Regions from separate parts of the Mus musculus genome. Here regions 2, 3, 4 and 5 are each linked to region 1. The links are chromatin contacts, called in public Hi-C, HiChIP or PLAC-seq and promoter capture Hi-C maps. All regions are on one chromosome and are shown on one strand. The core of a region is the stretch at or near the end of the contact, and the rest is flanking DNA. Distances in the headings are between cores, read along the strand shown. Region 1 holds the start of Uhmk1 (U2AF homology motif (UHM) kinase 1). Region 2 overlaps Atf6 (activating transcription factor 6). Region 3 overlaps Rgs5 (regulator of G-protein signaling 5). Region 4 overlaps Atf6 (activating transcription factor 6). Region 5 overlaps Atf6 (activating transcription factor 6).

Region 1 (5,512 bases), core at 1,775-4,274:
ACAGTGCTGTATCATCCACATGGAGCAGCCCTGATGACTGGAATATAAAAGCAATTCCGAAACACTGACATCCAGGAGTTCAAGCAGCAGACAGCGTGATGGCACATTGGGAGAGAAGTGTATGGTAAAGACTCCATATAAAGTCACTAGAAGAAGGAAAAATTACAATACTTAAAAAGATCAATTCATAGTTACTTATTACCCAAATAGTTAACTCTGCTATATGAATTTGAGATAAAGAGGATTTTATCTCCATGTGTGCACACATACATGCACATGCAAGACAGCTGTTATAGTAAAAAACTGAGATTCCCTCTAGTTCAGCGGTTCTCAACCTTCCGAATGCTGCAACCCCTTAATACAGTGCCTCAGTGACCCCAACCGTACAATATTTTTGTTACTTCATGTTTATAATTTTGCTAGTTATGAACCCTAGTGTAAATATCTGATATGCAGGATATCTGATATGCTTTCAACCACTATGAAAGGGTCACTCAACCCCATAAGGAGTCTTGACTCACAGGCTGAGAACCACTGCTCTAGGCAGACTTAGCACTGTCTCTTCCCTTAAGAGTTAATCCAGTAGGTTGAGAATTTAGCTCAGTGGTAGAGCACTTGCCTAGCAAGCGCAAGGCCCTGGGTTCAGTTCTCAGCTCTGGGGAAAAAAAAAAAACAAGATTTGTCTTTTAAGCCGGGCGTGGTGGCACACGCCTTTAATCCCAGCACTTGGGAGGCAGAGGCAGGCGGATTTCTGAGTTCAAGGCCAGCCTGGTCTACAAAGTGAGTTCCAGGACAGCCAGGGCTGTACAGAGAAACCCTATCTCAAAAAAAAAAAAAAAAGAGTTAATCCAGTTGGGTGGGTCAATGACCTGTCTAAGGGCCTAAATGCTAAGAGAGGTAAGAGTCGTCTTAGTCTATGCTTTTCTCAAACACTTTCTGTTAAGCTCCTCTTCAGGCCTTTTGGCTGCCTGACCACTCCCCACTTCCCCTCCACACATGGCTGCCCTCCATGTTGCTTACCACAAGCGTCATCGCTTTTTCTCTATTTTATTTTCCCCTCCTCAGAGCAGTTACTGAGATTTAAGGCTTGCCTGCCCTGGGGTTTTTCTTTTAAAGTCTAATGAAAAATTCCTCGAGCGTTACCCCAGTGTCATTTGGCCACCAAGGCAGTAGGCACCCAAATCCCTGGAAACACTGGGAACTGAGCTCCGGGCCTCTGCAAGAACAGCAAAGGCTCTCTAACCACTGAGACACACCCACACAACCCCACCCCACGGATAAAAATGACAATGATAAGCAAGAAACTTCCACTATTCTTCCAGGGAGCGAGCATTATCTTTGGACAGCCGGGTTAAATAAAATAAAGTATGGCGATATATGGCACAATTATTCAACCTGTGTTTCACCAAGAACTCAACACTCAGTGGTGGGTGAATATGCCCTTAAGGTCTTAAGATAAAATTACTTTAAAAACCTATGATATTAAGTAACCCTTAAGAGCAAATTGAAGGTTGCCTGATCCAAAACAGCATTCTATGCTCATATATATATATATACATATATATATATATATGTATATATATATGTGTGTGTGTGTACATGTGTGTGTATATATATATATACACACATACATATATGTGTATATACATAGACATATGTATACACACACACACACATATATATACGTGTATATATATATATATATACACACACACATATTATATACATCAATTACAAATAACATTCTAATGTAATCACGCAAGAGATTCAACAAGTACTGAGGCATGCAAAAAATGTTCCTGTCAAACACCAAAGCTATAGTGATATACCGCTTAGTAAGATTAAGGAAAAAAAAGAAAAACACACTAGCATTAGGACATTCTATCAATGTAGTATTATAAATAAATAAATAAATAAATAAATAAATAAACAAACACTTTCTTCAAGCTACACATGGGTTCTATTTGCCAAGATCTATGACGCTTCTTTACTAACCAAAGTTATAACCGCTTACAAGCTCTCTGCCTGTACGTGGATTAGCAACGAGGACTGCTTCCATATATCTGTGGCCCAAACAAGCTTACATTCTAAATCTCTGAGTCATGAAAGTCTTACTGAAGCAAACGCTGTGCTCTTAAATATCACACTTCCATTAACTTCTAGGTAACACTGGGTTCCCTCTCCCAAATTCACACGAAATATGTATTTTTTTTTCCGTTCTCAGTAGTATGTCATTTGATGTCAATGATGGCACTGGATGCCCTAGAATATTTTCCATTTGGAAAAGATGCAAAATTTTCCACTCAAGACATGACAACCTGGCAAACTCATGCCTTTCACTTTCTAACTACCGGATGAAAACCTAAGCAAACTGGACTTTACTAAGCATTTGCTATGTAATAATCACTTCCACCGTATACCTCAGACAGCTGCAAAGGAAAGGTGGACTGAAAAGGGACCTGCATCGCGTGACAACTAGTGAGGCCCGATCCTCTCCTCCCACCTACAGGACCAAAGACCGGGGGCCAGGCGGAGGACGCTTATGCTTGAGCCGGGACATGGGCAGGACATGGGGGACAGCCACAATTACCGATGTTCCTGTGACCCTGCAACTGCTCCAGCGCCGCCCTCTCTTTGCGGAAACCATACTCCGCGGCCGAGGCCGCAGCCCCGGTGGTTCCCGGAGGCAGGAACTGCTTGAGGGCGCCGGGGGGCGAGCCCGGGGTACCGCAGCACCGCACCCGGTACACCGAGGCCGACGAGCCGCTGCCCAGGCGGCTCTGGACCTGCCACAGCCGCCCGAAGGCCTCCAGGAAGCGCGGCGGCTCGGCGCCCCACGCGCAGCCGGACCCCGCCATGGTGCGGGCTGGGCCGAGGACACGCGAGCCGACACGACGCGCCAGGCAGGCCCGCGGCGCCCGCCGTCACATCCCCGCCCGGACCCGCCGCTCCGCAGGGAGGGGCCTGCAGCGCTCCGACCGACTCCCCGGACCTCAGGCCGCCATGACACCGGAAGCCGGAGTGCACTCGGACCCAGCCGGAAGTGGGGGAAAGCCAATCCTAGAGGCTGAAGGAGGCGGGCCTAAGAGGGGCGGGGCCTCCAGGGGGAAAATTGTTTAGCACAAAACAACTGAGATATTAAACTTAATTATTAGAGATGGGGTGTAGCACAGTAGTAAAGTGCTTGCCTTGAATGCGCAAGGAAGGCCCTGGCTCCAGCAAAATATATGATTATTGATTTTTTTGTTTTATTTATCTTTAAAGAGTTATTATATTTGTATTTATATATTTGTGTATTTGTTCCTCATGTGTGCAGAAGTCAGAAGAAGGTGTAATATCTTTTGGTGCTGAAGTTACAGGAGATTGTGAGCTGCCGGGTTTGGGTGATGGGAACCAAAGTCCTGTCCTGGGGAAGATCAGTATTTCCTCATAGCCACTGAACTGTTTGTCTCTTGTGCAGCTATCTTATTTTCTATTACCTATTGTTTCAAGCTGAAAGCTACGTGCTTTCACATCTTCCTGATATCCATCATTACCACCTCCCTTTCTAATATAACTCCGATTTTCTTTGGAACAGTAATATACACAAAAGAAATACCTGGCCTCTCTCAGAAGTGGCTGTGACCACGCCCTCTCTCTAGTCAATAAGACCTTCCTGCATAACTAACAAGGATTTATTGGAAGATCTAACTTGACTCACTTAGATGTTGTGTTTTCTTCCCTGTTACTTCCTATCTCCTGCTTAAGAAAATAAGCGTAAAGCTAAAGACAGATTAGTTGGGGCTAGAGAAATGGCTTAGCAGCTAAGAGCACTGACTGCTCTTCCAGATCAGGGTTCAATTCCCAGCATCCACATGGCAACTCACGAGTGTCTATAACTCAAGTCCCAGAGCATCTGGCACTCTTACACAAACATGCAGGCAGAATTTCAGTGTATATAGAAATAAATAAATCTTAAAAAGCAAAACAAAAAATAAAGACAGATTAGTCATCCTGTTTATGAAGCAACTGAGAGAATAAAAGCAACATATTAATATATTAATTGGATGTGATCTATTGTGCCAAAAAGCCCAAAGTATGTTGTCTTAGATATGGAAGCATTCCCTTCTACAATTAATAATGCAGGGTTCTGCCAATCTCAGTGGACTTTTATCTTTGTGACCTATGTGTTTGCCTTGTCTTTCAGCATTTCATGGTTTTGAGAATGGGGAAAGAGACCAAAGAAGCACAAAAATAGCCAAAATGGTACTGAGTTTTCTGGTCGTATCCCATTAGCTAGTGCTTACCTAGTCATATGACCCAAGCTAGCTCCAGACAAGCTAGAAAATTCACATAAAATTCATAACTAATGGAAGAAGAGGAAACTGGGTGTATAGGGACAAATAAACGCAAGTCTAGATCATTCATGACCCAGAAGAAATGCAAAAGGTTTCTGGATCCTTGACAGCTTGGTAGAAATCCATTGTGCTTCCTAAAACCATCCTCCAGACTTCTTACTGGGGGGGGGCAGGGTGCCTATTTGATTAAAGAATCTTAATGTTTTAAAAACACAAGAGCTTTTATGCATATAAATATGCACAGTGTAGCATTTACCACATTAGTCATTTTTAAGTGTATAGGTAATATAAAATATTTTGACCTTGTGCAAACATTATCAACAAACATCTGAGGAACTTGTTCCATACATCTTGTAGAAACTAATCTCTCTTCTAATTAAACAAGCTGCCAACTCCTCTTTCCTTCAGCCCCTGACAATCTACCAGTTCATTTTAGTTCTTATATCCATAGTCCTCTTGTTAGTCTACTTGTTAACTTGTGTTAACGCAAGTGGCCATACAAATCACCATTCACAAACCACTCAGATTCACACAGATAACCTCATCATGACTGAATACAAATAACAGCTCATAACCCGAGGACCACTAACTGACCAAATGACATGAGATGAAGAGGGAGTGGGGCTTGACCTTAGCATCCACCATGCTCCAATTTCAGAAGGAAGTAGCCAGAACTAAAGTTGGCAACTGTGAATCATTAGGTCCCCATCTCCTGCTACTAGCTCTTCTACAAAGTCTTTTATTTAAGCAAACGGTGTGGGATATTGGATCACAGAAGCTGATTTGGTAGAGAGATAACCATGCCTTAGATCCTGTCTTGTGCACACACACACACACACACACACACACACACACACAGAGCTGCTAAATTCTTAGCATGTAGAAACTTGAAGATGATGTGAGACAATGGAACTAACTTCCTAAACTATGGATTTATATTCACTAATCTGTTAAATGCAGAGACTCCCTCCCTGTAAACCTAAGTTCAAATCCAGAGCACCTATGTAAAACAAAACAACCAAGCATGGGAGGCATGCCTGTAACCTCAGTGCTAGTAGTAGGACCTGTAGGGGCAGGAGGACAGCTAGGACTTGCTAGAAGTAGAAGAGGTGGTGCACCATCATGAGTCCCAAGAAAGAAGATATGTTTGAGCCCTCTCAATCTGATCTGCCCCA
Region 2 (5,413 bases), core at 2,587-5,086, 510 kb after region 1:
TACGGAACATGAAACGGCCACCTCCCATTACCTGGATGGGGACACCAACCCAGACACAAAACCTTAGACCCACAATTTTTCCTGCCTACAAGATGTGTAGGGATAAAGCGGGAGCAGAAATTGAGGGAATGGCCAACTTGAGACCCACCTTAAGAGAGAGCCTACCTGACACTATTCACGATATTCCTATTCGCTGACAGGAACCTAGTGTAATTGTCATCTGAGTGGCTTCGCCCAGCAGTTGATGGAAACAGATGCAGAGACCCACAGACAAACATTAGATGGAGCTTGGGGAATCACGTGGAAGAGGGGAGGAAGGATTGAAGGAGCTAAAGATGTTATGTACAGCACAAGAAAACCTACAGGATCCACTAACCTGGGCCCATAGGGGCTCACAGAGACTGAACCACCAACCAGAGAGCATGCATAGGACAGACCTAGGCCCTCTGCACATATGTAACAAATGTGCAGCTTGGTCTTCACGTGGGGCCCCTAACAGCAGGAGCATTGGCTGGCCCTGGCTCTGCTGCCTGCTGTTGGATCCCTCTCCCCTAACTGGGCTGCCCTGTTGCCACGACAGGAGAAGATGCTCCTGGTCCACTTGACAAGCTTCTTTGGAGGGAGGCGAGGGACTGGGAGGAAAAGAGGGAGAGGAAGGTGTGATCACAATGTAAAGCAAATTGATTAATTAATACATCCCCACTGTATTTATCTTATATAGCATGCAGGGTTTTTAACTCTTGAAAGTTATCAGCTAAGGTAGATACCACTTTCCAGCAAAGAAACAGCTGGTGATTGTCTTAGTCTGACCAATGGCTGCAGCTCACTGTGGCATTTTCAGCCCTCACTCCTGCAGATGAAATAATCAGAAAACAACCCATTCTGGGAAAGAACGAGAATTTCCCTTTTTCTACAGCTGGAAAGCAGTATAGCAAAGCACTACGGGAACGATCTCCATGGAGCTCAGGTAAGTGGGAGGCTGCTGACCGAAGCTAGAAGAGGCCAGTACTGAGTAAAACTGAGGCACTATTCGATACCCCATACCGAAACCTTAGGAGTGCCTGCCTACAAACCTTCTCTCAGAGGCTCAGATATATGATTAATGACTATGGAATGTTTCTGATCTCTATAAAAATAAATTAAAAAACACTTTCCTATTTCTATGAAGTTTGATACATACTTGTGTAAAATATAAACAGCCTTACTCATGATTTATAACAATGTTGATTCCTTTAAAAATACCTTTTTGAGTTAATATAAACTTTATATTAATGTAGCTAGCTCTCTCATTGTGGAGCCAGAGCCATCCGTTGAGCCCCCAAAATCTTGTTAGCAGGCTGGGCAGACTCTCACCTTAAGGTTAATATGGTTACTTTGAGCCTCACGGTCACCTGTGAAAATGACAGTCATAGCTGAAAAAAAGAAACTGGGTCTGCTCCACTCTCCAGGTCCTTGTGGAATGCATTCCAAACAGAATGAGAAGAGTTATAAGGGCAAATGCCCAGAGATTCCTGGTGGTAACTAGGAATCATCACCATTAAGATTAAAAAAAAAAAAAAAGTCAAGGATGTCATTTGAATTTCTGATCTTCATAGAGGTTCCTCAAAGTTGCTGAAAGAGCTCATTAACTCAACAACAAGCAAGACAGCTATCTCCCAAGAGGGTTAGCATAAGGTTTAAAATACATGAGGAACATCCCTGCCCCAAACCCATGTTCCTAACATTGACTCTAATCTGCTGCAGGTGAGAGACTAGGGAACTTGGGCACCTTACATTAAAACATTCAGGTGGGGTGGCTGGTTAAATGCACTGCTGCTCTTTTAGAGGACCCGGGTTTGACTTCCAGAACCCACATAGCTGTTATCTGAATAGTTAATAACAATTTCAGAGGATCTAACACCCTCTCTACCTCCTTGGGTGCCAGGTACACATGTGGTTAAATACATACACACAGACAAAACACTTGACAAATACATCTAAAATAAAATAAACTTAGGTGGGATACAACACCAGTAATGTAAATGCAGATGGCTGGGGACTGAGCATCTGAAGGCAGAATCAGAGTAAAGTGTTGTTAGCAGGCTGGCTAGTCCACGTGGCAATTACCAACACACATGCATGCAGGTAACGGGTACAAACGTTTACATAACAGTTACTATCTTCAAGTGATTTGCTATCAGGTTCTTAGACTAAATATATAAGGGGGTTGAGAAGAACTAATAACATTTCACAGGATGGGATATGAAACATTGTAGAAGATTATCACATCTAACAGAAATTACTAAACTTATTTTTAAGATTATATTTATTGCTGTTTTGTGGGATAATTACAGGTCTTCCAGTAAAAGTCTTTCTAGAATGAGCAGAGAAAGAATTGAGTGGCGTTTTAGAAAAAGACTAAGTTCAAACACATTATCTGGTACAGTGACAGAAGTAATGGCTACAATAAATTAAGGACATTTCTGTCCAAAAAAATCCACAGAGCTGTCTCAACCCCATCCGCACATATATAAAAGTGCTCAAAAGAATAGCTCCTTCTGGAGCTGATGGAAACAGGGTAAGACACGGGTGACCAAGGGTGCTGCCATTTTATTTTCAAGTACGAGTTTAGCATAAACTACGGATCAAGTCCCAGCCTCAGTAACTAAGTGGGATCTTCCTTTCTCAGACTTGTTCTGTTGCCACAGCTGCAGGGTCACTGTGTCTGAAGCCATAGCAGCGGTCTCATAGGAAGACCACACTCTTTACTCAAGCTGTGCACCTGACAGCTCCTATTCAGACACAAGCGTGGAAAGCTGCCTCCTGCTCAGAAGGATACAGAATCTTTAGGGAACTGGATCTTATTCTCTCTCAAGGAAATTTCTGACAAAGAAATTAACCAGGCTGAGATGTCAACACTGCGTTTAACCTTATTTGCCAAAATCTGTGCAGAGTTGGAAAGCCACCGGCCTGGCTTACAGGGGTATATTCTTAATTGAGAGTGGCAAGGGATGCAGGGACATGATGTAGACATACTTCCTTTCCTGACCAGACAGGCCTGTTCCGCCTGAGTTTCCTGGCCTGCTTTCTGGCTTGTCTGGCCTGTGGGTAACCCAGAGGAAGCAATGCTTGGAGTTTCCCTGCGGCAGGCAAACCTGGCTGCATGAGCTCAGCCGTCTTCAGTATAAAATAGCGAGGTCAAAAGAAAAAAAATCTATTTTGTACATTAGAAGGGGAAACTCAAACACATGTTGATTAAGGGAAGTTATAGAATATCCATTGTCTATCACCAGAATAAGCAGAACACCTTATAAACAGAATTAACTGAGTTATAAAGAAAACTAAGCATTTCACACATTCTTGTGACGATTCACGTTAGAATTGTGCCAGTCTTAGAAATGACATATGGTCTCATTTTAGACCTTAGGAATCAGGCCCACAAATTCTTCAGGTTTATTTTAAGTTCTGTAATTCATTCTCATTATTATTGCTTCTCAGAGACAGTCCAAAGAAGGGCTAGCCTACATCCCCATAGTATAGTAACTGAGGAACAATTACTTAAGATGCAAATCACCTAAAAAGTATTCACAATTAACCTGGTTTTATTTATATTATCATTTGAATCTTTTTCTGGATGTTAGCCTATGAGACTGCAAGCTGAAGAAGCATGGAATGTGGACCAGAAGACTAGGGTTACTAAACTCGTACACTTTCAGGACATATCATTTTAAGAAAAAGCTTCTTTACTTCCACTTTCTAGTCTACTTTCATTCATTAAATATTTACTGAATCACTATTGGGCCCTAGCCTAGTCTAGGTGTTCGAACTGAAAGGGAAAAACCCCACAAAGGTTTCCTCTTACAGACTTTGCATTCTAATGGTGAGGGTAGAGTAGACAGGAAATAAGAGAAGCAAATAGTGTTTGAAAATGATGGGTGGCTAGGGGTAAAGGAAGGCACGGAATGGTACAGGCTACACGGGAAGCACAGACAGTCATGCAGAGTAAGCCACTGAGAGGACTGCTTTGGTCAGGGTCTACAGAACTGAGAAAGACAATCAAGCAAGTTGGGAGAAAACAGCACGAGGGCCCTGAGGATCTGAGCCATAGGGAGGCTTCGAAGACTGAGTCGCTTTCTTAGATGAGAGGCAAAGGGAGGGACTGAGCAGAAGGAGCTCAGGCTATGACCCATAATGCCACTCTGACTAACAGCTTGTTTATTTCAAGATACAGGGTAACAAGTTACATTTGCACAGTTCTTAGTTGTTCACTGTGATGGTACTTATGGAAGGTTTCCAGAATGTTCTAAGGTGTAAAACCTGAGTACTGTTACCATGTGGAGTTGATGTGGCGGAGTGGAAATGCCAGGCTTCACAATCCATTATGGATCTAAAGGCTAGCTCTTTCTGTTACTAGCTAGCAAGTGTTTGTAATTGTAACTGCAAAAGAGAAACTAGTATCCAACTACATGGTTACATCAAGAGTTAGTTATGCCAAGCATCTAATGGCAGCAAGCAACATACTTTCAATACAGCAAGGAGTGAAAAGTGCCTGTGCATCCCAGGGCCCAGGTAGCAGCTCTGAGCATCAGCGATGCTGGGGTCTAACCTGCCCTCCTTCCCCTGCTTCATGCTCTGTGGAGGAAATCGATGCAGTGTCCACTGTTCATCAGTGTACATGGGCCACTGCTTTCCTGGGGTGATGAAGGGATGAGGGGTGAACACTTGTGACATCACTGTGTTAAAGACTGCAGTACTCCTACTGCTCACACAAGTGTGACTGAGAGTGAAGATACCACAGTGAAAACAACTCAGGGCACTGGCTATATTGGAAAACAACAGATTTATCTGTCTGTCCTAAAAACAGTATCCAGAAACTTATACTTATACTTATTATTATTATTATTATTTCAATCACAGATAAGAGAGGAGGAGAGGAAGAAGAGAAGAGGAGGTAGAGGGGAACGGGAGGTAGGGAAAGAACAGGGGAGGGGGAGACTAACTTGAAGCAGCAGCAGATCTCTATCACACAGTACAAACAGTTTCAGAGAGAAAACAGTGCATTAAAGCATTATATTTCTTAAGTGCCCATTTAGTGTTACAAAAACACTAAAAAATTTGGCAAGTTTCCTATCTTTCTTTCATTTTAAAAATAAATTTGCCTAATCAGCTTCTTGAATTCTGGTCTTTTTAAAACCTGAATCATTGAGTTGTTTTCTGGGTTTCTTCAGTGAAAACCCTGGGGTCCTCTGTGTTAAGCAACTGGATTCACAGCCGAGTGTATATGGGTTATAGTTAACAGCATAGTGTATATAGGTTATGGTTAACAGCATAGTGTATATAGGTTATGGTTAACAGCATAGTGTATATAGGTTATGGTTAACAGCATAGTGTATATGAGTTATGATTAACAGCATAGTTTACATGGGTTATGGTT
Region 3 (5,085 bases), core at 24-2,523, 540 kb before region 1:
GTGTGCTGGACATGTTTTCATGGGTATTTATTGGGGAGGGAAGATAACACATAGTCTTTTCACCTTTGTGGAAGAAGCCTGCAAGGTTAGCCAGATCCAAGGTTCTTTCTACAGCAATTGTAGCTCATGCCTCTTCATAGCCAGCAGGGGGCATCTGCAACAAAGATTTGGGTTGCCTTGAATTTTACCCTGACCAAGGAAAAAAGATCAAGTCTTTTGGAAACCAGTTTTGAAAATGAGGTCCTACACTCCCCAAACTCCTTGCAGAGAGCCTTTCTTTGTGAGGAGTGTTCTTGAACTGTGTCTGGCGTCTAGACTTAAACCTTCCTGTGTCTACCAGATATGTCCCAAGCACAGGACCCTTACTGCCCCTCTGTCTCTTTAACATGGTGGAATGTAAGTTTTCTCCTTACACCCAGGTTCTCTTCTCATTAAAATAGACCCTATATAAGTGATCTGAATAATTGAATACGTGCACCACTTAAGCCCCGCCCACCAGCTTTTATCTTGTTTTCCATTTTCTTCTCTTTCTTGTTTTTATTTCGGGGGGGCTGGAAATCTACCCAGGCTCTTGCCCATTCTAGGCATGCACTCACCAAGCTTCATCGCCGGCCTCGGCTTCTCACTTCTCTGTCTCCGGTTACTTTAAAGAAAGAAACAGAACTCAGCCACTTTATGGTCCTGGCAGTCATCTGGTGGCTTTATGTGTCTTCAGTCATGCTAGGTGATTGCCATGTTAAGCAGTCAGATTCAGAAGATCCCAGGGAGTTGGTGGGGGTGGCTGAAGATGGTAGCTAACAGGTGTGTGTGTGTGTGTGTGTGTGTGTGTGTGTGTGTGTGTGTGTGTGTGTGTGTATGCATTTCCATAGGAATTTATTGTTTTTTTAGGAAGCAAGAACACACATCATCTCTTCATTCTTGTGTCCCATCAGTATTTTCTAACGATGGGGAAATGCCTACTATGTAGTTTCCTGTGTGCAATGAGCCCTTTGGAGTTGTTCCAGACACTACCAGGGCCAGAAACACCATCTTAATCCTTGAAACATCTAGAGTCAGAGCCTCTCTATCGGCTCTCAATCAAGTTCTCTTGAATATAGTTCTATTTCAAAAAAAAAATTCATCCAGCCATACTTCTGTTTGTAGTGTCCTGGTGCTGGCCTTGCACACATACATCTAAAGGTTAAAACTTGCATCCAGTCTATTCGCTGGCAGGAAAGACTAAGATGGTCTGTGGCTTTCTGGGATTTCTATCCCCTGGCCAACATCCCACACAGGGAACAGATTTTACCATTGCACAAGGCTACTACTATTCAGACCTTTGCAGCTTGAAAAGTGTGACTCATCTCCAGAATTCTCTCCCTCTGATTAAATGCTCCACCGGGCATTTCCAATTGATTTTATTTCAAAACAAGTTTTCTTTTTCCTTGTAACACAAAAGGATAACAGACCCAAGGAGACACAAATCATTTGGTGTTAATCAGCATTAATGTAATTTAGCCAGAGGGAAGGGCCTAGTGTGCAGTCGAAGAAAGCGAGGGACCATAGCTGATGTGGTAAACACATTAGAAAGTTCTCCTCTCCAGATAGAGATGATTTTGAAATTCAATTAATGTCAGATACGCTCAAGTTTATCTAGAAACGGGAAACGAATTTGGTGAGTTTGAACCTCTTTGGCTTTCCCATTGATTTGTACTATTCCCACACTGTGTGAGGCTCTGACAGGAAGGAAGGCAATGGAGGGTGAAGCTCTTTTCTGGGAACTCTTGAGAGCCATGCAGTAATTCTGTGGGGTTTTTTTTCTTTCTTTTTCTTTTTGGAGGGTTTTGCTTGCTTGCTTGCTTGCTTTGTTCTTGTGAGGCTGCCAAGTATTCAGACTGGCTGGAACCTTATCACTGGTTATTTTCATTGGTTACTGCTTGGTGAGAGTGAATGCAATCTTACTCATCGTACTCATCCTTCTCTTCAGGATTACAAATGAATAAGTAGGTCAGTTCCTGATGAGCTTTCAATGTCTTCTTCTTCAGCCTATATATACTAGGCCAGGGACAAAGCCTCAGCAACAGAGTTCTCCCAAGCACACTGTTCCCTCTTTCTTGCATTCCCAAGGCCAAGAGGAAGAGAATACCTGGTGTTCTGGTATAGGTATCAGCTCTGAGAAGAGGAACACACGTGTATGCATGCTTGTATCTGTGTGTATACACAAACACACACATAAGTGTATATATTATAAGTATTATATATCTCATGATGTCTATGGAGCAAAGGATAACTTTAAAGTTCTCATCTATCCACCTTTGCGTCCTATATGGTGGGATTATAGGTCTTTGTCACTATGCCCAGTTTATGCAGTTCTGAAGGTCAAACCCAGGGCATCTTACACACCAGGTAAACAACCAATTGAGGCTCATCATCAGAACATGATTTTTCAAAAAATAAGTGATGTTATAAGTAGTACGTCTTTTCTAGATCACATAACACACACAAATGGCCACTGGACAATTGATATAGATAAAATGTCTCTAGAGTTTTGTTTCACTCGTGTGTGTGTGTGTGTGTGTGTGTGTGTGTGTGTGTGTGTGTGTATACCATCTTAGGAAATGAGTGATCATTTATAAACAATCCTTATGGTAAAATGCATCGATAAATGGACAGATAAAGACAATTTGATCCAACCCAAGTTAATAAAATAGTTGGCCTCCTCTTTACATGGAAACATTTTTTTTGAAGAGCCCTTTCTCTACCTTTAACTCTTTCTTGCACACATGCCAAATATGTCACAAGCTTGGTGCAGCATGGTGGTCCCTTGTCATCTCCATTGAGAATAGGAAGACAGGATGACCACATTCAATACCGCTTTGTACTATGAACTGCATTACATTTCACAATCAAGCAATCCATCTCGCGGCCTTCTCTCTGCCCTGAAAGGTCAGTCAGGCTAATGTTAACAGATTTATAAGAAACAAAAATGATCTTGCTCAAGTGAGTGACAACTGGCCATTCTCCAACTCTACTTCTGCTTCTTTTGAGAAGTTTCCTGGACTTACCCTAGTGGGAACTGAGACTATCTGTTCAGGGTCTGCTTCCTTCCGGAAACCCCAGTGGAAGAGTTCAATGGGCTATAGGCATCTTAAAAGCAAAGACCAAGGCCTATGGGTGTTTGTATATTTATTATGTACTACCTGGCACAGAAAACATAATCAATTTGTAAATTCGCAAGAAATGAATGACTATTTTAAACTCTGTTGTTACCTTTACCCCTTCATACTTGACTATTGCTCTTGCATGAGAAATTGTAAACCAGCACCTTCCTGCCTTTTACAAAAGCAAATGACTCCAGTGAAGCAAGAGAGAAAAGAACAAAGAAATAGAAGTGGGGGAAGAGGGGGGAGGGGGAGGAAGCCTAAATCTTAAAGGACCAACCAAACAATACGAAACCCCCAAACATGAGAGTGTATCACTCGTCTTTATAGAAGTGTTGGTGGATGCAATGTTGTGTCAAGTTCAACATTAATAACAGCTTTCCATATGTGCACAGCGGGAGAGGCATGTGGAGTCCAGGAGGCAGATGACTCTTTTTACTGGATAGTGAAGTGTGCCTGGGAGAAGATAGACCTTGTATCTCTGACAGTAGTGCTCTGTACTGGCCAGCAGGGGGTAGTCACAAGTGCTGTATACATTGTCCAGTCAACTCCCAATGATCAATTTTTTATCCCAGATAATATTATATGGTAGTAGTCTTACTTCCAGAGCTAGAATTTTCCAGGAGCCCTTTACAATTTAAAAAAAGTGATCTATGTCATTTTCTGACGCTTTCATTTGGTGCTTATAGGTGGAAGCCATGGGCTAGAGCTGGTTGAAAACAATAATTATGCAATTAAAGCTAGCAATTCAAATCATCTCAAAAGTCTGAGAACTTAACTATTTCACCAGACCCAACTTCCAAGCCAGAAACACTTAACATCAGGTAGTTTGTGTAACTTGTAGAGCCTGAACTCAAAGGGAGAACATCTCACTCACTGTGTAATATAAGCTGTCGCTTCCCCTGCCCCGCAGCAGATGATTTCCAATTCCCATCACAAAGCTTTGTTTAGCTAAGATACGCTTGATGTTAAGAGGTCGGGGGCTGTGCTCACTCACCGGGAAGTTTCTAGAGAAAGAACAAAAGTAAAATGAAACAGAGATGAAAAGACACCTCAGAGTTAACTATTTCTAAATCAATTTCTACACCATATTTTGAGCTAGTAGGACATTCTACATGGTAATTGGGTATTTGTGGCTTTTGTAAGTTGCAAGACAGGGCTTTCTTAACTGTGACTCTAAGATGCAAAATTGTTAATGTTGGTTGTGTATGTTACCTCTTTGCTATCTCTATGCACCAAATAGAAAAGTATGTTTTCGATATCAAAATCCTGTCTGATTATAATGTGAACCCCTCATAGCTCTTTAAGGCTTTGCTTATGATTGGTACTGACTTGGAGACCAATGGTAACAGATTGGTAAGAAATGAAATCGAGATAATTTTAGCTCATGATGACAAATACTATTGAATATTTGCTAGGTTGCCAAGCAACTGTGCCAGGCACAGAGATTAAAAGGCATTTAAGACTCGACTCCTACCTTGAAAGGGTTCTTCTATACAGCTTAGAAAACAGGCACAAATCAATAGCCCTAATGCAATATGATAAGCCCTATCCTCAAAGTGCATGTGGAGGGCCACAGCGACAAAGGAAGAACAGTCTAGGGTTTCCTAATACACAACTGATCTGTGAGTTACTATCTGAGATTAGGGTTTAGGGCTGGAGAGATGACTCAGCTGGTAAATGTACTTTCAACACAAGCCCCCATAACCTGAGTTCCATCCCCAGAAAACACAACAAGCTTGTTGTTGCGGCTTACATTTGGAATCTTTCCACTCCTATGATGAGGTGGGAGGTGGAAACAGGAAAATTACATGAGATCTCTCAGAACATTTAGATTGGAATATTCAGGGTAACAGAAATGATAGAGACCTTGCCCAAACGAAGTGGTAGGAGAGAATCAACTCCCAAAAGTTGTCCTCTGACCTTCACAGATGTGTCATGGCAC
Region 4 (5,798 bases), core at 356-2,855, 630 kb after region 1:
GTTAACACTCACTTAGAAAATATTCTTTCCTGAATAATTTAAGCATCAGGCATTAGATGGGGCTGCAAGAGCACCCTCCATGCCCGGGGGACTTGTCAGGGTACCAGAAGTGTTGGGAACACATTCACAAGGGGACCCACGGACCTAAGAAGGCAAGGCAAGGAAGGAGAGCCTTCATGTAACATGGCTGAGCCCAACAGAAGCCTAGTGAAAGATCACAGGAGCCATAGACAGCGACTCCTGGTGGCTAAATACGAGACAACACAAACACCAGAATAAATAATCACAGCAATGGTTACAGTCTAAACCCAATGGGAAACAGTAAGTCAACACTAATGTTAACAAGTATCTGGGTGATGGATAGCTTGACAAAGACCCGCACATTCGGGCAGGAGAACAGATTAGCGAGTAAAGGCACTGAGTTCAACCCCCGGAACCCATGTGGTAGAAAGAGTCTGACTTTCACACACTCACTGTGAGCCATCATGAACAACCATACATAAGACACACAAAATAAAAAAGTAAATGTTCATTTTTTTTTTTATTTTTTTATTTTTGGTTTTTCGAGACAGGGTTTCCCTGTATAGCCCTGGCTGTCCTGGAACTCACTTTGTAGACCAGGCTGGCCTCAAACTCAGAAATCTGCCTGCCTCTGCCTCCCGAGTGCTGGGATTAAAGGCGTGCGCCACCACGCCCAGCTTATTATTTTAAGAGCAGTACTTTTCCACGGTTTAAAAGTACCTTCTTCACAAAATACTGGCAACTAGCAAAGGGAGAAAAGAGCAGCTTCTTGGCTGAGAGCCTAGCAGATGCTGTCAGCTGACTGAGGTGAACATCACCAGTAACAGGACCACCTCAAACTGTCATCAAACTGAATCTTATCATCAAAAATAAATGACAAGGTGGAGTGTGGGTGGCCTGCACCTGTAACCTCAGTTCTTGGGAGGTGAAAGCAGGAGAATCAGGAGTTGAAGGCCATTTTCCATTACATAGCAACTTTAAACCAGTTCGAACTAGGTGAGATCCTATCTCAAAAGGCAAAAACAGATCTGGTAGTGGTGACATCCTTACTACTTTAATCCTAGGACTTAGGAGGCAGAGGTGGGTGATCTATATGAGCTGCAAGCCAACCTGGTAAACAGAGCAAGTTCCAAGACAGCCAAACAGCTAAAGCTATACAGAGAAACCCTGTCTCAAAAACCAAGAGAGAGAAAGAGAGAGACAGAGAGACAGAGAGAGAGAGGCTAAAACAAACAAACAAAAGACAGACACAAAACCACTTCTGTGGCATTCCTGCCATAGACACTAAAGCTGACTCCAATCCTGAGGAAACGTCTGGCACTCCAAATGATAAGGTCATTAAAGCACGAAGTCAAGAAGGAAGAATTGTTCCAGAATAAAGAAAATTAAAGCAGAAAGACAACCACATGCAACATAACCTGATGCTTTTGCTGGTCTGAATCTAAGGGGAGCTACATGGGAAATTGCACAATCTAAACCGGGACTGGGTAGTGCGAGTTTTGGTTTCTTTTAACCTCAGTTATGCTACGGAGACATGTTTCTGTTTTAATCCCTGGTGTGGCCTCCTTCAGCTTATCCACAGCAGCAGACTGACTGCCTCGTGCTCCAGCAGGGGCAGGATCTGTGCCCAGTGCAGATAGCTTAATTCTGGGAACTCTTGAGCGAGAGAAAAAAAAAAAAAAGCCAAATGCCAGAGGGGGCTGAGGGAACTCTGAGGGGCAGGGGAACACTAAGGAAGAAGCCTGGCTGTTCGGCTGTACCCCCTGCTGGGTCCTGCTCCTGCTGCTGATGGTTGAGAGGAAAGAGACCAGAAGAAGCTGGACTTCCCGGTAGCGGAAGATTAGACTTGCTTTAGTCAGCAGGAAGTAGTTTAAAGAGACCTAGCCTCCTTTCTCCTCCACCCTTCCTTCTCTACTACCTGGTGATGGGGGGTTGGAAGGAATAAGGGCTGGAAGGGAGAAAGAGGTACATAAAAACCAAATAAAATAGCTAAAACAAATATGCCTACAGGGCTACAGATGAGATTATTGTTATATATCAATGTTTAGTTCCTGGTTTTGGTGGCTGTATTGTTGTTAAAAAAAACATTCTTGTTCATAGGAGGTAGACATTATAGAATTTGGAATTCAGTGGCCAACTGACCCTCAAATGGCTCAGACAAAAATCTCCACAATATATTTGCAAATTTAAGATCATTCCAAATAAAAAGGCAGTGTAAGCAAGAGAACAAGAATAAAAAATTAGCCAGGCGGTGGTAGCGCATGCCTTTAGTCCCAGCACTTGGGAGGCAGAGGTAGGCAGATTTCTGAGTTCAAGGCCAGCCTGGTCTATAGAGTGAGTTCCAAGATAGCCAGGGCTACAGAGAAACCCTGTCTCGAAAAAACAAACAAACAAACAAAACAAAAACAAAAAACAATAAAAAATTAGAGAATGTCTTTCTGAGTGATAAGCTTTTGAGTAACAGGAGGAGGAAGAATAGAAGGAAAGGAGGAAGAGAGGTAAAAGGCAGGAAAAAGGATAAGGACATGGATAAGAGGAAGTGGAGGAAGAGCAGCAGCAACAATAACAGAACTAGTAAGAACAATAATAATAAAATAAATATATGTGCACCTTATATAAATATAAAGAAGAAGAAGAATAACCAGGCTAGGCGTGCTGGTTATTATTTTAATCTCTACACCTAGAAGGCAGAGACAGAAGGATCTCTACAAGTTCAAGGCCAACCTAGTCTCCATAATAAGTTCCAGGCCAGCCAGAGCTACACAGTGAAATCCTGCTGAAAGAAAGAAAGAAAGAAAGAAAGAAAGAAAGAAAGAAAGAAAGAAAGAAAGAAAGAAAGAAAGAAAGAAAGAGAGAGAGAGAGAGAGAGAGAGAGAGAGAGAGAGGGAGGGAGGGAGGGAGGGAGGGAGGGAGGGAGGGAGGGAGGGAGGGAGGGAGGGAGGGAGGGAGGGAGGGAAGGAAGGAAGGAAGGAAGGAAGGAAGGAAGGAAGGAAGGAAGGAAGGAAGGAAGGAAGGAAGGAAGGAAACAACCCAGGCCAGACACAGTGGCACATTCCTGCACTGAAGCCCAGCCTGGGCAACACAGTAAGACTACCTTTAAAAGAACCCTGCAATCCTAGCACTTGGGATGCTGGGGCAGCAGGACCACAAGTCAGAAGTCCCTTTCACTGCTGTACTGGTTTATACTGGTTACTAACTTGACGGGACCTAGAACCACCTTGAAAACAGATTCCTAGGCATAACTGTGAGGCACTTCCTAGTTAGACTCAAGTGGGAAGACCCACACTGAATGTGGGCAGCCTTGCTCCATGGGCTGAGGTGTCAGGCTTCAGAAACAGAGAAAGCAGGCAAAGCAGGGACGTTTGTCTGTCTGCTTTCTGACCATGGTCACGATGTGACCATCAGCCTCGTCTCCTGCGGCCATGCCTTCCCATCCATGACAGACTGAGTCAAAAGAGACCGTTACTCCTTAGGTTGCACTGGTCAGGGGTTTTGCCACAGCAGCAAGAGAAGAAGCTATACAGTTAGATGCTGTCTCATTAAAAAACAAAACAAAAACAAAACCCCCTAACACTATAACAACAGAGACCCTACTTCCAGTGCTGCAAAGTGCCTAGCACAGGACTGCATGAGCCATGTGCACAGTTCTCAGAAGAAACTCACAGGACACAAGCTAAATGGGGAGTGAGGATAGGAAGGGCAACACAAAGCAAGGCTGAAATAACTAGAAAGTGTTTGTAAGCACGGCAGACCTGGAGGACCAGCACACAGAGAATCTGAACTCCACACTTTGAGCACTAGGAAGTAATTAAACGGCTTTAAGGCAAAGGACATAGTACATTTTGTAATTTTAAGAGTTGTTTTTGAAGGTGACTCTACTAAGAAAGGTTTGGAGAGTTGGTAGACAGACCACCAGGTAAGATCCTAATGGCTTTTATCCTAAGGTCAGGTGCTGATGGCCCAGCAAAAGCAAAAAGTAATCTTAGAATTCCTAGTGAATACAGCGCTGGGGAGATGATGGCTCGGCAGGGAGAAATGCCTGCCGTGCAGGTCCCAAAAACTCAGCTGATAACAACATGGTAGAAGGAAAAAGCCAACTCCTGAAGGTTGTCATCTACCTAAACACACACACACACACACACACACACACACACACACACACACCCCAAAGCAAACAGAATTCCCAAAATTTAGAAGTTTGCTAAGTATAGAACCTGCCAGAATAAAGATGGCTCAATTTATAAAAGTTAAAATATATGAAATATTAATTTGATTTTTCTTCTTGTACTTTGCCTTTCCCATTACTTAAATCAGGTATTCCATTTCCTTGATTTCAAAGCTTTTGTTGTGAGGGCCAGGGATGCACTCCAAAGGAGCTATCAGACTTTTGTAAAGATCTTAGTTAATTTGAAAGATAATGGTAGGAGTTCCTGAACTCTATGACCCAGGAATTATAAATCTTACATTCTTCCAAGTCCTTAAAGAATGTATATTCTAAGGGAGTGGAAAGATGGGTACAGAAAGAAAAGAAAACCAGTAAGCAAAGACTACTGGGCACTGAGGAAGCAAGAACAAAAGGGAGGGAGCCGAACCCAGGAGGTAACAGATTTCTCACTCCCACAAGGCCCTGTCAAGTCTCTTTTCCTCAGAGAATGAGATTACTCAAAACATTAATGTCAACCGCCTTCCCCCCACCCCACCCCAGCCCCCATTTCCCAGATGGCATTAAACCCAATAAATACATCACAAGAGACTGGCCACCTACAGGAACGTGCTGAGTTGAAGAACACGAGTCTGTGGACCGAGGAGAGGAGATGGAGCAACTGGAGGAAGCCGGAGAAAGAGGCTGGGGCTCTGCCTTCATGTCTGTCAGGGAAAGACATGGTGGACAGTTTTACACACCAACTCATACAAACTCACAATAAGATGGGCAAAATGGTCTTTGAAAATTCAATTAGCAGTTTGGTTACAAAAACATCATTTCAATGAAAAACTCAAAATCACTTGTACTCCTGTAGGAAGTCACTCCTGCGCTAACTCTCTGGAGAAAAAGAAGAAACTGGTGCACTGGCTTTCTTGGTTGAGGAACAAGAGCAGGCGAAACGTTCTACTCTATAAACTCCTCTCTGTTTTCAGTATTAGGCCGTAGACAAAAAGCCAACTACCCAGAGTCAGACAGGAACCATGAATAAGCAGCAGCCTCCCATCTGAACCGTATCTGCCTGTTCACCCTCACTGTATCAACTCACCTATCTAACCTACGCCTGCCCCCCACCGCAGAACATAAAAGCACAAGGTCAATGCTCACTCTAGAGTTTTGGCTTTTTGTTTTATGTCTGGTTTTTTGGTTGATTGTTGTTGTTGCTATAGTTTGTTGTTGTTTTCAGGAGCTGAATCTCAAACCCCACGCTTTGTGCATGCCAGGTAAACACTTTACCACTGGGCTACACCCCCCCACACACACACACACACACTCAGTTTTCTATTACTGCTGTGTAACTAAATCTTTGCTGAAACAGCCATTTTATTAAGTTCCCAGAATCTATGGATCAGGAACTTGGGCTGGAGAACACTCAGGTAACTCACATTCCATGAGAGAAGACAGGGATTGAGCAAAATAAGAAATGAAATGAAGGAGACTAGAGACTAGGAAGGGCAGGGATGAAAGGGGTTTACTGGGGAAATGTGCTGGTTCTGTACCCACTTTCTCTCCACTCCTGTCATCTGCGACACTAATGATCTCTACGCCCACTTCCTTGTAGGCAGTGTAGGCAGGG
Region 5 (5,097 bases), core at 129-2,628, 580 kb after region 1:
CTTACTAAAGCTGAAGAAATGCTTTGCTAAGTTTGAAGTTTGCCATGGGAGGCCACTCGGTAGTTTCTGCACCAGTCCACACCCGTTACCTGAGAGACTCTGTTGTGTTAATCAGGGGTTGACATGGAGGTGGAGGCATATAAAGCAATGGCTCTTCACTTAGCACCATTAAAGCTTTGTCATTGGACACAGAGTGATCATAGCTGAAACAAAGACAGACAAAAATCATTTCCTTGTATCATAAATTTTATAAAGCTTACTACTGTCAGTTTTCATTAAAATAAACATATACCAAATTAAACATGTTGTAAGATTGAAATGAACATAACAGAAAGAATTAAATATAAACCATATGGTGGACTGTCATTCTCTCAGTTTCTAAGAGCTGGCAGAGTAATTCACATTTGCTTAGCTACTATTTACTGGGCAGCACCTGCTGTGTGTGAATTCAATAAACTTCCCTATTGCTGGAGTGGAGGAGAAATTAATTGAGTTAGCAGTCGACAGGAAAAGACATGATTGTTATATGACAAGGCTACAGGTTTGTGGTCATTTGCCATACTGTGTCAACAAACTCAGTCTCTCCAAGCAAGTTTGTGTGAAGTGGGGGTAGAGGAAGACCTAAAATGTTTGGCAGGAGAAAAATGACAAAGTTGAAAAGCTGGACAAAAATTTTAAAACCATGGATGACCTTGAATCACTAACAAAACACTAAATGACAATGACTAGTTACTCAATAACTTAAAAAGTACACGTTTGTCCCTTTGCTACTGTTTTATGTCACATGATTCCTACCTAGAGTACGAGTTGAAAATCAGATTATGAACCAGGACCATTTACTACTGTGTACATCCTTCAGTCTGTATCTTAATCTAGCTCACTAAGAAATCTTCTGTATTTTTTTATAAGATACTATGAATTTACAAATTGGGTATGCTAAAATACAAAAATATATATATATATACAAGTGAACATGGTAGGCTTCATGCTTTTTACTTATTCATTCAATATTTGTGGAGCGGCACCTATGTGCTGGGTAACCCAAGAGAGAGCAACAGTCTATTCTCAAAGAGCTAACAGGAAAAGCAGAGCAAACCCAAGAGAACAAATGCATAAAATACAGCAAAACCATATTAACTGTTGTAAAAGCAGCACAGGACTCAAACAGCAAAGTATGCAGGATCTACTTCAGATAAAACTAGGGAAAGGATCATAGATGGCAAGGCTAAAAGACAAGAGGAAACCAGCTGCGCAGAAACTAGGGGAAGAGTATACGAGACAAAAGCAAGTGAGAAAAAGACTCAGAAGGAAAGCTGCTGAAGAGCTCTGGGCACGTGGGACAGACAGAAGAGGAAGTCAGGAAGCCAGAGTCCGGCTCATAATTAGGACTTGCTGAATAAAAGGGAAGTTACTAAGTGAGAAGTGAGATACCTCAACTTATCCTTAAGCCTGAGAATTGTACCAAAACCAAATATTAGTTAAATATGGAAAAGAAAAAAGTCAAGACATGACTGGGTATGTGAGCATGTGTATGAGAAGTCCGATCTGTGAACGGAAATTTGAGAATCACCCGTGTTTACGCATCTGGAGGCTGTGGTACAGATGAGTCACTTTAGCAGGACATAAACAGAGTTCACAGCTTTAAAGCTTGGGATCTGGACAAAGGAGAAGCTTACAAGGAAAATCAGAAAGGAAGAAGGAAGACTGAGTGGGCAGGATAAGCTTGCACACAGGAGGCGAAGGCAGGAGATCACAAGTTCAAAGCCAGCATGTGCTACAGAGCAAGAGTTTGTCTCAATTATCCAGGGGCAAGGAAATACCACAGTGGTAGAGTACTTGCCTATTCAAAGCCCTGCACGGAATCCCTAATACTACGAACAGCAGCCAGTCAAAAAAGGAAGGAAAGAAGGAAGGAAGGGAGGGGGGAGGGAGGGAGGGAGGGAGGGAGGGAGGGAGGGAGGGAGGGAGGGAGGGAGGGAGGGAGGGAGGGAGGGAGGGTAAAAACTCTAACAATGCAGAAGGAAAAGTCTTTTAGGGAGTGACTCACTTAGCCAAGATTTGCCACAATGAACACATGCCCCCCAAGTCACCCTCAACACACAACTAATTTCAGAATAAAAGTAATGATTTCTGAGTATGGCACACATGAGAGAAAAGAAGTGGAAGCTAAAGTTATATGGAACACACACACACACAGGTTATTTGAAAATCACACCTGCATACTTAATAATACCAGGAATTCCAAAATTGATTTCAAAACTGTATTTTTGACCTGTAATTTTCTCTCCATATGATTAATCTCTAGCAATGATTTCTGCATACCTGGGCTGGTTAGCTTTGTTCTAACAGCTAGAAATACAGAGAAGAAAACTATCAGGTAGGAGAAATGCAAGGGTAGACAGGACAGGGTTAGAGGAAGAAAAGAAGGGGAGAGTCTAAGCGAGCATGCAATCTGGAGACAATCAGACCCTATTAACCCAAAGACAGTCAGAGATCCAGGCTCTCTGCAAGCCGTCCTATACAGATAAAAGAAATTTCAGCAAATAAATCACTACAGGAAAGAGCAATGCTGGAAGCTAGAGTTGATGAGAATTCCTAAAGACACTGTGGCCGATGCCTCAAGCGGAAACCACCCTTTCCTGTTTACTAGAAGACAACTGTGATTTAAGCCTGATGCCCTATGTCCTGAGGTAAAAATTAATACCAGCTCTCACTATACTACTATTCTTTCATAAAAGTGTCCCATTTGGCTGATAAGTTATACTATTAAAAATACAGATATGAATATATACAGATATACTTCTAACACTGAAAAAAATCTGTGCAACTGAAATTTGCTAGTGGTAATATGCTAATAACAAACAAATACATGGTTGAACAATAGGATTATAATCTATCCTTCCATTATTTAAACCATAACTCTCCTAAACTGAAACAAAATGAGGCATTTAAAAATACAGGTGATGATATAGAAAACTTGAACAGGCCCATAGCAAGTAAGAAAACTGAATTTGTTATAAAGTCCACACACCCTCCCCCCAAATAAAAGCACAAGGCCAGGCTAGACAGTTGCACTGCAACTGCAAAGAAGAGCCAGTGTGAGCCAGGCATGATGCCACATGTTAGCCTGCCTGCTGTCCCAAAAGCTGAGATAGGAACATGGGTAAGCTGAGGCCCAGCCTGGCACCTTAATGAGACTTAAAACACGAACTAGCAAAACAGAACTGATGCAAACTTTTCTAAAACCAGCCCAATGAAGTGAAAGAGAGGAAGCCCTTCCAAAGTTGTTCTGACATCAAGACCAGACAAGAACACACCCAAAAGAGGGATCCATAGACCCAAATCTCTGATGATCATAGCTATTGAAACTCTCAACAAAGTACTAGCAACTCAAAGCCAACATACGAACAAGGCAATACATCATGATCAAGCAGGATTTATTACAGAAATGCAAGGATGGCTCAACGTATATAAATCAGTAAGTGTAACACACCGTGTCCACAGAATAGAAAGCAAAAACTTTATGGTTTGGGGGAGAGAGTGAGGGGTGTGGACTGAGAGTCCATACTGGGTGCAAGAGTGACTGGAGAAGAGGGTGACTGTAAGTGTTCTGAAGCACGGCAAACTCTGGTTGGCCACAATGCATCGAGTATTTCAACACATCTAGTAAAAGAATTTGAATGTTCTCAACACAAAGAATGAATGAATATCTGTCTCAGATGATGGATACACTAATTATTATGGTCCAATCATTATACATTATTAACATCAAAATAACAGACACAGTGTAGTCAATAAATATGCCCAATCACTGTGTCAGCTAAAATATTTAAATACTTTTAAAATAGTAGCAATTTAAATTTTTAATTTAATTTTTTTCAAAGGAAAAAAAAATATAGGTGTCCTGACAGCACATATAAACTCTAAAATTCAGTTCAGAACAAATCCATACTTGATGTTTTCAAACGTTTCACAAATATTTTTTAGTATTTTGTATTAAAAAATACTAATAATAATACCAATAATGATGTTGATGATGACGGTGATGATGACGACGACGACAACGATGATGATGGCAAGAACCTCAAACTAATGAGCTACTATTTGCTTACATCTCCTAAGTCGTTTTCCAGTAACCTCTGTGGTACTTCAGAGACCTAAGACTCTATAATCTCTTTTCCAGTAGTGACCCTGGGCAGGGGACACAGAGATGGGTTACATCTTTCAAGTACTCTTTTCTTTCTTTTTTTTTTTTTTTTTGTTTTGTTTTTGTTGTTGTTGTTGTTTGTTTTTCAAGACAGGGTTTCTCTGTGTAGCTCTGGCTGTCCTGGAACTCACTCTGTAGACCAGGCTGGCCTCAAACTCAGAAATCCGCCTGCCTCTGCCTCCCGAGTGCTGGGATTAAAGGCATGCGCCACCACTGCCTGGTCAAGTACTCTTTCAAGGTGATAGATTTCCCCTTGAGAGTCGGCCAGACCTCTACAGTGAGTGCGCGTGTGTGAGCGTCCACTATACTTCACAGGGGTCAGCACTCTATCGCATGCTGATGTGAGCAAATACATGAAGGCTTCTGCTTACTATGATTATGTTGGAAAACAACATATAATAGATAATTTAACTTCATGACCACAAATAGGCTCAACTGTATCATTCTGCAATATCTATCCATAGACACAAATATTAGATAAATGTGCTAAACCATAGTAACAGTGAAAAAATGAAGACAGTACATGTTTTTCAATATATGTATATGTCAATACAAACAAACTGATTATATAATTATATCTCAGCAAATGAGGATGGGGCTGGGAGAAGGGAGGTGTTGTGATATAAGGTAAATAAATGAATCAATGAAAAAAATTCCTAAACTGGGAACTGTTTCAAAATAAACTTATTCTTAAAATTGGTCATAAAAATAAAATAACGGCATTACCACTTCACTTGCTCCATAAGCCAAAGGCCACGTGACCAATTTACATGTAAAGTGACATGAGATAAGAGACAGCTCCAGTTCATTAAATCAATATGGCTAGCAGGTGGTCTCACCTGTAACTGTCTTTCTGGTTGTCACCATCTGATGTGTCTTTAACTTCTTTT

The links. Promoter capture Hi-C pulls out the DNA fragments that hold promoters and counts their contacts. A called contact is a pair of places that touch in the nucleus more often than the background predicts. HiChIP or PLAC-seq counts read pairs in DNA pulled down with a chosen protein or histone mark.
Region 2: a contact with region 1 is called in an H3K27ac HiChIP or PLAC-seq map of microglia, with 6 times the contacts expected there. The contact joins the enhancer-like site here to the promoter of Uhmk1 in region 1. A contact is called at or near these places in 5 of 39 promoter capture datasets (the HPC-7 cell line, HPC-7-derived erythroid cells, cranial neural crest and 3 more), 1 of 484 Hi-C or Micro-C datasets (Th1 cells), 3 of 115 datasets of contacts at active chromatin or transcription factors (bone marrow-derived macrophages, epiblast stem cells and microglia) and 1 of 9 other capture datasets (macrophages).
Region 3: a contact with region 1 is called in a Hi-C map of neural stem cells, with 6 times the contacts expected there. The contact joins the enhancer-like site here to the promoter of Uhmk1 in region 1. A contact is called at or near these places in 1 of 39 promoter capture datasets (hippocampal neurons) and 2 of 484 Hi-C or Micro-C datasets (embryonic fibroblasts and neural stem cells).
Region 4: a contact with region 1 is called in a promoter capture Hi-C map of the HPC-7 cell line. The contact joins the enhancer-like site here to the promoter of Uhmk1 in region 1. A contact is called at or near these places in 15 of 39 promoter capture datasets (the 3T3-L1 cell line, 3T3-L1-derived adipocytes, the HPC-7 cell line and 11 more), 14 of 484 Hi-C or Micro-C datasets (CD4 T cells, the G1E-ER4 cell line, LSK cells and 11 more), 13 of 115 datasets of contacts at active chromatin or transcription factors (astrocytes, bone marrow-derived dendritic cells, bone marrow-derived macrophages and 9 more) and 2 of 9 other capture datasets (liver and macrophages).
Region 5: a promoter capture Hi-C map of the HPC-7 cell line shows a contact between it and region 1, with 5 times the contacts expected there. The contact joins the enhancer-like site here to the promoter of Uhmk1 in region 1. A contact is called at or near these places in 11 of 39 promoter capture datasets (the 3T3-L1 cell line, the C10 cell line, the HPC-7 cell line and 7 more) and 3 of 115 datasets of contacts at active chromatin or transcription factors (embryonic forebrain, large pre-B cells and stem cell-derived neural progenitor cells).

What each region holds. Positions count from the first base shown.
Region 1 is chr1:170,212,383-170,217,894 of GRCm38.p6, forward strand. It overlaps Uhmk1 (U2AF homology motif (UHM) kinase 1), which reads right to left and starts at 3,025. Exons shown (of 8, transcript NM_010633.4): 1 at 2,591-3,025; 2 at 1-146. The coding sequence starts at 2,858.
Region 2 is chr1:170,725,630-170,731,042 of GRCm38.p6, forward strand. All of the region lies in intron 15 of Atf6 (activating transcription factor 6), which reads right to left. Among named protein-coding and RNA genes, the nearest start is that of Gm23523, 23 kb to the right of the region's middle. Within about 2 kb of position 3,837, at least 27 of the 459 cell types and tissues checked have an H3K27ac peak or open chromatin away from gene starts, as enhancers often do. A contact at or near this core is called in Th1 cells and microglia, where this site is marked.
Region 3 is chr1:169,670,683-169,675,767 of GRCm38.p6, forward strand. The region is part of intron 1 of Rgs5 (regulator of G-protein signaling 5); the gene reads left to right. Among named protein-coding and RNA genes, the nearest start is that of Rgs5, 18 kb to the left of the region's middle. Within about 2 kb of position 1,274, at least 30 of the 459 cell types and tissues checked have an H3K27ac peak or open chromatin away from gene starts, as enhancers often do. A contact at or near this core is called in neural stem cells, where this site is marked.
Region 4 is chr1:170,844,331-170,850,128 of GRCm38.p6, forward strand. It overlaps Atf6 (activating transcription factor 6), which reads right to left. Exons shown (of 16, transcript NM_001081304.1): 4 at 4,787-4,887. Among named protein-coding and RNA genes, the nearest start is that of Gm29733, 3.8 kb to the right of the region's middle. Within about 2 kb of position 1,606, at least 100 of the 459 cell types and tissues checked have an H3K27ac peak or open chromatin away from gene starts, as enhancers often do. A contact at or near this core is called in the G1E-ER4 cell line, the HPC-7 cell line, LSK cells and 6 more, where this site is marked.
Region 5 is chr1:170,794,568-170,799,664 of GRCm38.p6, forward strand. It overlaps Atf6 (activating transcription factor 6), which reads right to left. Exons shown (of 16, transcript NM_001081304.1): 10 at 5,047-5,097; 11 at 90-203. Among named protein-coding and RNA genes, the nearest start is that of Gm25235, 36 kb to the right of the region's middle. Within about 2 kb of position 1,379, at least 71 of the 459 cell types and tissues checked have an H3K27ac peak or open chromatin away from gene starts, as enhancers often do. A contact at or near this core is called in the HPC-7 cell line, where this site is marked.